3 separate regions of the Mus musculus genome follow, and all the other regions are linked to region 2. A link is a contact called in public promoter capture Hi-C data. All regions are on one chromosome and are shown on one strand. The core of a region is the stretch at or near the end of the contact, and the rest is flanking DNA. Distances in the headings are between cores, read along the strand shown.

The links. Capture Hi-C pulls out chosen DNA fragments and counts their contacts.
Region 1: a promoter capture Hi-C map of adipose tissue shows a contact between it and region 2, with 5 times the contacts expected there. A contact is called at or near these places in 5 of 39 promoter capture datasets (cranial neural crest, embryonic stem cells, liver and 2 more), 2 of 484 Hi-C or Micro-C datasets (muscle stem cells and uterus), 3 of 130 datasets of targeted methods (astrocytes, cardiomyocytes and pancreatic cancer cells) and 3 of 9 other capture datasets (adipose tissue, liver and pancreatic islet).
Region 3: a contact with region 2 is called in a promoter capture Hi-C map of liver, with 3 times the contacts expected there. A contact is called at or near these places in 1 of 39 promoter capture datasets (liver), 1 of 130 datasets of targeted methods (pancreatic cancer cells) and 1 of 9 other capture datasets (liver).

What each region holds. Positions count from the first base shown.
Region 1 is chr19:4,124,113-4,127,258 of GRCm38.p6, forward strand. Tmem134 (transmembrane protein 134) reads left to right here and starts at 1,848. Exons shown (of 8, transcript NM_001078649.1): 1 at 1,848-1,928; 2 at 1,930-2,088; 3 at 2,945-3,009. The coding sequence starts at 1,914. It also overlaps a transcript of Aip not described here.
Region 2 is chr19:5,687,141-5,690,556 of GRCm38.p6, forward strand. Pcnx3 (pecanex homolog 3) reads right to left here and starts at 1,768. Exons shown (of 35, transcript NM_144868.3): 1 at 857-1,768; 2 at 311-498; 3 at 1-78. The coding sequence starts at 1,009. Map3k11 (mitogen-activated protein kinase kinase kinase 11) reads left to right here and starts at 1,991. Exons shown (of 12, transcript NM_022012.3): 1 at 1,991-2,126; 2 at 2,337-2,372; 3 at 2,549-3,416. The coding sequence starts at 3,107.
Region 3 is chr19:4,199,803-4,202,872 of GRCm38.p6, forward strand. It overlaps Rad9a (RAD9 checkpoint clamp component A), which reads right to left and starts at 1,801. Exons shown (of 11, transcript NM_011237.2): 1 at 1,681-1,801; 2 at 1,527-1,597; 3 at 1,127-1,255; 4 at 663-777; 5 at 470-569. The coding sequence starts at 1,714. It overlaps Gm30082 (a long non-coding RNA gene), which reads left to right and starts at 1,906. Exons shown (of 4, transcript XR_388289.3): 1 at 1,906-1,996; 2 at 2,325-2,436; 3 at 2,582-2,636; 4 at 2,736-3,070.

The DNA of each region.
Region 1 (3,146 bases), core at 598-3,097, 1.6 Mb before region 2:
AGGCAGGAGGGAGGAGAAAAAAGGAAAAGGAGGGAAGGGTGTGACAGAGGAAGAAAGGAAGGAAGAAAAAGGGGAAGCAAGAAGGAAGAAAGAAACCATGTATAGTGGTAAGCCTGTAATCCCATTATTAGGCCAAGGCAGGAGACCTCTAGCTTGTCCATATAGTGATTTCCATCCTGGTAAGAGCCACAAAGGAAGATGTCAGTGTCAGAAAGACCTCACCAGCCAGCAAAGGAGACAAGGACAGAGAGAAGCATCTGCTTGTGTCCATCAGAACCACCGGGTCTGAGAGAAAGCCAGAAGCCTCAGGGTAGGTGTCACCTCACCACAATTCAGGAAATCGCCAAGGTACACTCCCTACAACCTGGACATCCACCTGCTGGAAAAGGAGGCCTCCCACCATTCACAGGAGACAACAGTGATGTGTGCATGAGGCCAACCTCAGCCTGACTGCTGCGGAGCTGAGTGTTGGAAGCCCAAATGGTACCACGCCTACAGCTCATAGAAACAGCAAACAAGATGCATGTGGAAACCATTAGCACTGAGTGGAAAAATGGAAAAATGTAAACAACAGAATGCACTTGATACAGGAGCCCATGTTTGTACACTGCAAACACATCCATACAGAAGACAATGCCACGTAAGAGCCAGGCTGGGTTGAAACTCAGTGAGGCCAGGTCTTGGGAGAAGAAGGGGAGGGGAGGAAGATGGGGATGGAGGGAATGGGGGGGGGGGAATGAATGACCACAACTAGAGAGGAGCCTCTTTAACCATAAAATGAGAAGTTGGGTTGACTCAGTTCTTTATGGGAGATCATAAAATGTGAGGGCGGTTGGACGTGGAGGAGGGCAAACACTTTGTAAGCTAGAAAGATATGGGTTCAAATTTCAGACGTAGCACTTTGACAAACTGCCACCGATATTTACTATTATTTATACATCTATTCAGTTCCAAACACTCCTGAGCACTGAAGAGAAAGCAGTACTATAAAAGCTAAGGCAAAAAGATCAGGAATTCAAGGCCAGAGTGAGCTAAATAGGGAGCTCCTCTTCCAAGAAAACCAAAAAAAAAAAAGAAAAAAAGATAGAAGGGAATGCAGACTCAGTGCTAGAAAGATTGTTTTTTAATCACTTTAGCTGCCCCATGTATTCTGAATTGGAGAAAACAATATAAGCTCTGAGCCTCAGTGTCCACATCTGAAAAATGACAAGGACACCCCTCCATTGGAAGCTGTGGTGAGTAGGATGGAGGAACAGGTCCAAGAGTTTCTATGGCACTGGAGTGCGGACTGGAATCCAGGCTACCTCATGAGGTTTGAGCTGCTGGGCAGAGAAAGCAACCACACACACACCTCACACCCCTGGGCAGAGAAAGCAACCACACACACACACACACACACACACACACACACCACGCAACCACACACACACCTCACACCCCTGGGCAGAGAAAGCAACCACACACACACACACACACACACACCACACACACCCCGTCACACACACACACACACACACACACACACACACACCACACACACCCCGTCACACACACACACACACACACCACACACACCCCGTCCCTCCGTCCCCCCTCCTCCCCTCCCCCCTCCCTTACAAGCACAAGCTTAGATCGGTCCTGGTCACAGCCGGGGCTGTCGCTCACCAAGGGAACCTCTGGGGGGCGCCGCGAGTCCCGCTACCCGCGAGACTCTGACGCGATCCCGAAGCAACTCTGCATTCTGCTGCTCAGGCCTGCAGAGGAGGAGCGGGCAAGGGCGGGGCGGTTGTAGAGGGCAGATCTTCGCTCCCAGGGAGACGGGGCGGGCCCTGTGAGGGCGGGCCCTGTTTGGTGGGCGGGGCCGTGGCGGGCTCAAATGGCGGCGGCGCTGGGCGCCTAGGCCGGCGGGGGCCATGAGCGCCGCCCGGCCCCCAGTTTAGCATCGATGATGCCTTCGAGCTGACCCTGGAGGACGCGGGGCCTGAGCCCGAGTCCAGCGGGGTCGCCCGCTTCGGGCCGCTGCACTTCGAACGCCGGGCTCGGTTCGAGGTGGCTGATGAAGACAAGCAGTCCCGGCTACGCTACCAGGTGAACGGCCCTGCTCGTCTCACCCTCTTGTCCAGGATAGGGCGGAACCCCAGGCCGGGCCCCGGAGAATTCTAACTCCGGAGCCTCTGCCTAGAGACCCCAGCGGAGCGGAAAATTGTCCCCTAGACGTGTCTGCTCATCCAGATTTATGTCCTTGCCCTCTGAGCTCTGAGTTCGGTTCCAGTGCAGCTGTGGAGAGCCGGAAACTCGGACTAGGAACCCAGGCCTTAGCAACAGTGTAGAACCCACCTGTCTTGAAGACTGACACCCCAATATCACTCCGAGGAGTTTGGGGAGTACTTCCAATCTGAACCAGACCTTGTCGATATTTACAGCATCCCTTGAGCCCCAGATCACGTGACCTATGGAGCCTCCGCATCCCCTCTGCTTTGAGAATCACCCTAAAAGTGGAGGTCCCCACACATGATGTGTTTGCCCATCTCTTCATACTAAACCACACCATAAATCATTGTCTCAGGTAGCTTCCCCCAACCCTATCGTTCTTTAGGACGTAAGACCCAGAGGCCTGTGCTATGCTATACCAAATCCAAAGTCTCTATGTTGGGTCCCTGAAAAATCCTGAGAGCCTCATTTGAGTGGTCACCTGCTCCTGGGATCCATGCTGGCAGCCCACCCCTGCTGGATTCTGTGCTGAAGCCCCCAACAGCCACCTACTTCCTACCCAGGTTTTGGTTTCTGAATCATCAAACCGGTTCCGCTGGGAGGGCAGGGAGAGGCAGGAGAGCAGCTGCCAGATGTGCCAGGCAGAAGCTGTCAGGCTGCCTTTCTCCTCCCCCCAGAGGGCAGTGGAAAGGCCCATTCCTGAAGCTTATCTGAACCTTATGTCCTGTAACAGAACCTGGAAAATGATGAGGACGGAGCCCAGGCCTCTCCGGAGCCGGATGGGGGAGTCAGCACCAGGTCAGGGCCAGGTGGGGACCCACCCTTCTTATCCCAGGCCCCGTGTCTCAGGCTCCTGTCTGCAAGGACCTGCCCAGTCCCAACCAGATGCACTTACCTGTCTTACAGGGATTCCTAGCCCTGCTTCTCTCATGGGA
Region 2 (3,416 bases), core at 518-3,017:
ACAGAATGCTGGGAACTGCAGCGTACAGGGGGCGTGGAGCTCACCTTCCGGAACACCGTCATCTCCACACCAGGGTCCCTGCAAACAGGAAGAAGAGCTGAGCAGAAGCTCTCAGCTGTGCTCTCTTTACGGTTTCTTCTCGCCATCCGTAACACCCCTTCCTCCTCAAGACTCCCTTCGACTGCTTTAACCCTGACTACAGCAAGTACTTAGAGCCATTGTCCCCTCAGCCTTCTCTATCCTCCAAGACACAGCCACAATCCCAAGCACAGAGAAAGGACAATCCCTGACACAGCCCACAGCCACTCACCTTGGGAGACTGCTCTCCCCCTGGGCAGCCTCTTCTTCCTGCTCCCCCATGGTAGAGTTGCGTTTCTCCACAATCTCGCCCTGGTCGAACATGGCATGCAGGCGATAGTTCACAGTCTTGATGGTAGCAAAGATGACAGCTACCACCAGGCAGTACACTCCAGCCACCATCAGGCTGGGGGGCAGGACCTGGAGATGACAGTTAAGTTGGATCCTTTCTCACAAAACCCTTGCTCCCTTGAGGGTGTACCTGCCACCACTGTAAAGAACTAGGATTCATCGGTTTACAAAACTTCATCACCCCTTCATGCAACAGTACAAAGAGCCCTGTTAGGGGTAGCCCTCTGTTTAACCGGGTAGATTAAATGAGGCGCTCAAGGTCACTCCATGCAGAAAAGACTTGGTCTTTCCTCTATATAAAACCAAAGTAAACTCTACAGTGAACTCTACAGTGACTCGCTTCACTCCACGCCCCAGGACTCAAGATGCCCATCCCTCCAGACTACACTCCCTCTCGCCATAGTTACAGGTGGTGGCAGCCTCTCACCATGTACAGCAAGAAGGGAAAGATGAGCAAGAAGATCCAGACATAGAGATGGAAGCAGTTGGAGAAGGTGCTCTGATGCGGATCGAAGAACCATCCCCCAGTGAGCGAGGCCCACACCCCCTGGCGCAGGATCTGCAACACCTGAGACCCCATGGCCCAGCCGCTGCTGCGCACGCCCTCCTCCCGGGACCCTCATGGGGGCGGCCCCCGGCCCATGCCCCGCTGGCGCCCGAGGGTCCCGGGGTCCGACTTAGATTTCACGCCATGGCCTCCCCCAGACGGGGGAGGGGATTGGTAGGGTGAGGGCACAGGCAGGGGGCGGGGCCGGCCCAGGCAGTCAGCGGATCAGGCCGGGATACTGGGGTGGGACTGCATCAGAGGCGGGGCCTGGGCCCCCTCCGGTGGCCCAGAACTGTTGTAAAGCGCCGAGCCTGAAAGCAGGCGCAGGGCAAGGGCTGGGCACCCGTCGGCGGCATCCAGAGGTGGGCGTGGAATAGGTGCTCTCGGAGTGCCAGTGATAGGTCCCTTGGCTCCGGACCGGAGAAATCCTTGGGACCCTGAGGTCCACTTCCGGGGTCGCAGGTCACTCGCTTGGGGCTCTGCGTTCGCCCCGCTTCTACCGGTGCCGGCGCAAAGGGGAGGCCGGAAGAAGGAGCCGCGAGCTGCCAGCCTGCACTGGCGCATGCGCCCGTTAGAACCTGTTGGGACCCGGAAAAGGAAAACCTGGCGGCAGAAGTGCGCAAGCGCGGAGAAGTAGCGAAGTGACGGGATGCAGAGGTATCTTAGGCGCGCGCGCAGTCAAATTCTAGAGCCACCAAAATATGGGACGGCCGGGTGAGTCGCCATTGGGTAACGACTTGATGACTGGCGCAAAGCTTTTCCAATGCGTTACAGGAGGCGGGGAAAAGCTGGAGAATGGGACTCCTCACGGCTACTTCCAGTTTGCGTTACCGGGTCACACCCCCGACTTGGGCCGCCTCTCCTTAGTGCGAGACCGTAAATCATGGTTGTCGCTTGGCTTACGCCTCTACTTCCGGGTCAGAGCTTAGCCGAAGCAGAGAGTGATCCTGATCAGGCCTGAGTAGTCGAACAGGATGACATAGGCTTTCTTAAAGTAACAGACACAGGACAAGTGATGAACTAACGAAGAGGTTGTTGAAGGCCCTTCAACTCTGAATCTAATCCCGGGCAAAGTTCTGAACGACAGTTTCAGGTTTTTGCCTCTCGGGTGAAAGGAAGATAATTTTAAATGGTTCCAAGAGCTTCAAGTGTAAGCCGATTTTGAAGTCCCAAACTTCTCTGTTCACATCCCCCTCTAGCACTGAAAAGCAGGGTATCTTGTTATTTCATATATGGAAAGAACGAATCTTAAAGAGCTCTGCAACTTCGTAGCCAAGACCAGATTTTGGTTTTGAGGCAATCACAAGGGTGATTTGGCTGATGAGAATTCAGACACAAGGATTCTTCTCTGTCTTTGCAGAGATCCACTTCGACCGTGAGCAGAGGAGCACCTAACGTAAGGCTTAGAGTTGTGCCGGTGTGTTTGGGGGCGGGGGAGGCGGGAGGAACTACCTGGCCCGCCTTCTACCTCTCTTGGCCAACCTCCCCGGGAACTCCCGTGCACAGCTGCCGGGAGCCTCCGGGAGGGGAGCGGTGCAACCCGCCCACGTCATCTGATGCTGTTTCCTGCAGGAGGGAGAAGAGCGGAAAAAAGTGAAACTCCACCCTCCACCTCTGCCTCCCGCCCCCGGGGCCAAAGTACAAAGGGAGGAGGAAGAAGGGACCGGGGTCGGAGCTGTCGGGGCCCAAGGCACTAGCCCAAGAAGAGGTAGCTTCGGCTCAACTGGGGACTTTCTCTTACCTCTTGTGCCTGGAGACAACAACCAGAGTCCGGGCGCTGACCCTGGCAGGCCCCACCTTACGGTAGGCGGGCGCTGAAGCCAGGTTCCCAGGACTACTTCGGAACTGAGGGACTCTGCTGCTCCAATTCAGCCATGGTGAGGCGCCGGAGGCCAGTGGGCCCCACCCCTCCAGCCTGACCACACTGCCCTTGGTGCCCTCCTCCAAAAGCCCGAGATGCGGGGGGCCGGGAGGCGACACTCCTGGCTCCCCAGAGAGGCGTGGGTCTGGGGCTGAGGGCCAGGGCCCGGATGCCCAGGTTCCGGCTCTAGGGCCTCACAAGCCAGCGGGGGTGGATACCACGGGCACCCGAAGAAGGTCCCCCACACATTCCAACGCCGGCTCCCTGCCATGGAGCCCTTGAAGAACCTCTTCCTCAAGAGCCCGCTGGGGTCATGGAACGGCAGTGGCAGTGGGGGCGGCGGGGGTACCGGTGGAGTCCGGCCGGAGGGGTCTCCGAAGGCAACAGCAGCTTATGCCAATCCTGTCTGGACAGCCCTGTTCGACTATGAGCCCAATGGGCAGGACGAACTAGCCCTGAGGAAGGGCGACCGTGTGGAGGTGCTGTCCAGGGATGCAGCCATCTCAGGAGATGAGGGCTGGTGGGCGGGCCAGGTGGGTGGCCAGGTGGGCATTTTTCCATCCAACTATGTATCTCGGG
Region 3 (3,070 bases), core at 551-3,050, 1.5 Mb before region 2:
ACACACACTTTTTTTTTTTAAAGACAGGGTTTCTCTCTGTAGCCCTGCCTGTCCTGGAACTTGCTCTGTTGACCAGGCTGGCCTCACAGAGATCTGCCTGCCTCTGCCTCCTAAGTGCTGGGACTAAAGGCATCCACCACCACCACCACCCAATTAATACACATTTTTATATAAGTGGGACTCAAAACCAGGCCTTCAGGCTTGCACGTCAACCATTTTACTGAGTTATCTCGCCAGCACATGCACCCTTTTTTTGAGAAAGAGTCTCACTGCTTAGGCTACCTAGAAACTCAATGGCCTTCCCAGTGAAGTTTCCTAGAAACTTCTGATCCTCCCACCTCAATCTAAGAACTGCTACGATGACAGGCATAGGCTAGCCAGGCCTGCTGAAAATGGAGCATTCCTAGAATGACATTAAAGCCCTAAAGGTAGGAGAGACTCAGGCGAAGTTTGAAGCAGGGGTGCTTACCGTGCTGGGGTGCGCAATAAGTGAGGGCATGAGGCTGGGTCGAAGACAGCCTGCAGGGACTCACAGTCCTGGAAGGAGAGGTTGTGTGTCTTCTTGACCCCTGGATAAGGGAAATGGTCTCAGGGCTTGGCAACCTCCACTGCCACTGCCTCCACACCCACAGAGGAACTCTTTGGGCAGGCCGCTTGCTCACCATACTTGCAGTGGAGCTGGACCACCAGGTGGCTGTGGCTGCCACTGAGGGAGATACAGCACTTCTCCACAGACTTCTCCACAATTGCCAGAGAGCGGAAGACGGACAGGAAGGCCTGGGCAGGGTAGGACATCAGTCTGGCACACTGCTTCCACGGCCCAGCTCTACATCCCATGTAGGCCCTGGCCCCATCACTGGCCCCACAAAGCTGTGGTGTCTGCACACTCCCATGCTGCCTTGCCCATGCTGGTCTCTTTGCTGGGAAGGGCCACTAACCTTTTCTTGACCAATGTCACCACCCTCTCCACAGATCTTAGATAGCCCTCTACGGTCTAAACATCTTTACCTCACTGCATGTTGCATGGAATAGCTCCCATATGAGACTAACTCCCTAGTCAAACTCATCATTTACTGAGTACCTGGCACAGAGGCACAGCTGTGGAGCTGCTTCAGGTGGCCCTTACCTTCATCAGGATCTTACAGCGCAGCAGGTCCTGACCAGGGGAAGCCGCCTGGTACTGCTGGAAGAAGAGTGGGGCAAAAAGGAAGCAGGCATAGGCAGAACGGGACGAGTTCACAGTCCGTAGGGAGAGCTGAGACACAAAAAGCAGGCAAAATTGCTTTTCCCTTAAGTTACTTTAGCCCCACCTTGCCTGCCACTAGGCGTTCTAGGAAGAGCAAGTACCCTCTGTATAGACATGCAGCCTCAGAAGACTGGGCCCAAGCCGATGTCCGAACAACCCAAGAGATAATAAACTGCGCCGGAATATCTGTCCACCATCCCTGTAAGGCCGAATGAACACCAAGCCTAGGCTCCCCATTCACCATTGAATCCGCCCCCATCCCTGCGTCCCAGTCCCTTACCCCGTCCTTCAAGGGTTCCAGATAGAGCTCGTCCCCGATTCGGGATAGCGAATGGACAGCCTTGCCCAGCACTGCGGGGAGGAGAACAGAAAGTGGTTAGGGGGACTCCTGGGGCTTGCTCACGTGGTCTGCTGCAAGGTAGGTCCAAACTTACCCTTCACGTTGCCCCCGGTGATCAGGCACTTCATAGTACATAAGCACAAAAATCGAGCTTGTTTTGCACACGAACCGGGACGGGATAGGACATATAATGAGTCCCAGCAGCTACTACGACTGCCTAAAGTTCCCTTCCCGCGCACCGTCCCCTCCCCGCTGCCGGCCTGGCCTCCGCTTCCTTATTGGTTCACCCGGGGTTTCTCCGTCACGTGAGAAAAACGTTCCTAAGCTCGGTGTCACGTGATCTAGTCGGTTCATTGGGTGTGGCCCGGGTCACGTGACTGCGGAGGGCTTGCTCCTGTGTCCTTCCTCAGGTCTGATTCTCCCACCCGAACCCGAGCCCTGCACACCCTGCAGAGCTCTGCAGCTCCACTGGGCTGCACTGGGCATAGGTGAAGGGCATACTAGATGGAGGAGCAAGGTGTCTGCACCAAGGATCGAGCTCTGGACCAGAGCCCTAACGTGGGAAGTGTAGACCCTCCCGGGTCGCTAACTTTAGTGTGTGGGGTTACAGGGTCAAATCAAGATAGTCCGCGCTCAATCTGGGCTGGGGATTCTGTTGTGGCAGCAACCACCAGCTCCCCTCAAAAAACGTAACTCGCTTCAAGAGCGATGAGAAGGGGCTGTTCATTTTGCTTTCAGGATCCTTCACTGACCTTCGTAAATACATGGAAAGATGAGAAGGTTCTGGGACAGAAAAGGGTGGAAGGATGGACTTGTCAGAAGGAGGGGCAGAAGCAGAAGCACAATGGGGGTAGGCGAATATGGGTGAATGGGGTGTCCCGAGCCTTGTGCGGTAAGGGGTGGGGAGGCAGAGCTGAAGGGATGAACTGGGAAGCCCTGGGAAGGCTTAAGTACTACGCGGGGTTTGGTTTATGTACATTTTACCAATTACCCAGACAGTGTGGAAGGATGAAGATTTTCAGCTGGGACGCATTCACCTTGCTCTGGGAGGTAGTTCAAATGCCTAGAGCAACCCTTGCCCATCCCCCTGCGGGCCTGTGGGTAGTGGGGAGGGTGTGTTTGTTACCTAGCCCCTCTTTGTTTTTCTAGGCTCCTCTCCCTCTCCAAGTGCTTCTTTCCTAGAGCCTCCGGGGAGGAGGCGGCTTTCCCTTTCCACATCCAAGGCAAGCTGCATACAACGCAGAGGTGTCCAGTTCTCTGTTAGACTGGGAGTTAGGGGATTACCAGCATCCTCTCCTCCTCACTTGCTCACGTCTTCGGTGGATTCTGGCTGCTTCATTTCCCAAACAGATGGCAAAGTGGCCCTCCTTCTGTCTCCACTGTCCTCCTTTCACTGTCCAGACACAGTCCTCAGTGACCCGCCCCCCCCCCCCCCCCCGGTGGGCTTAACTCTCCTGGCAAAGTCCAGTCTCTTGATCAGGAAC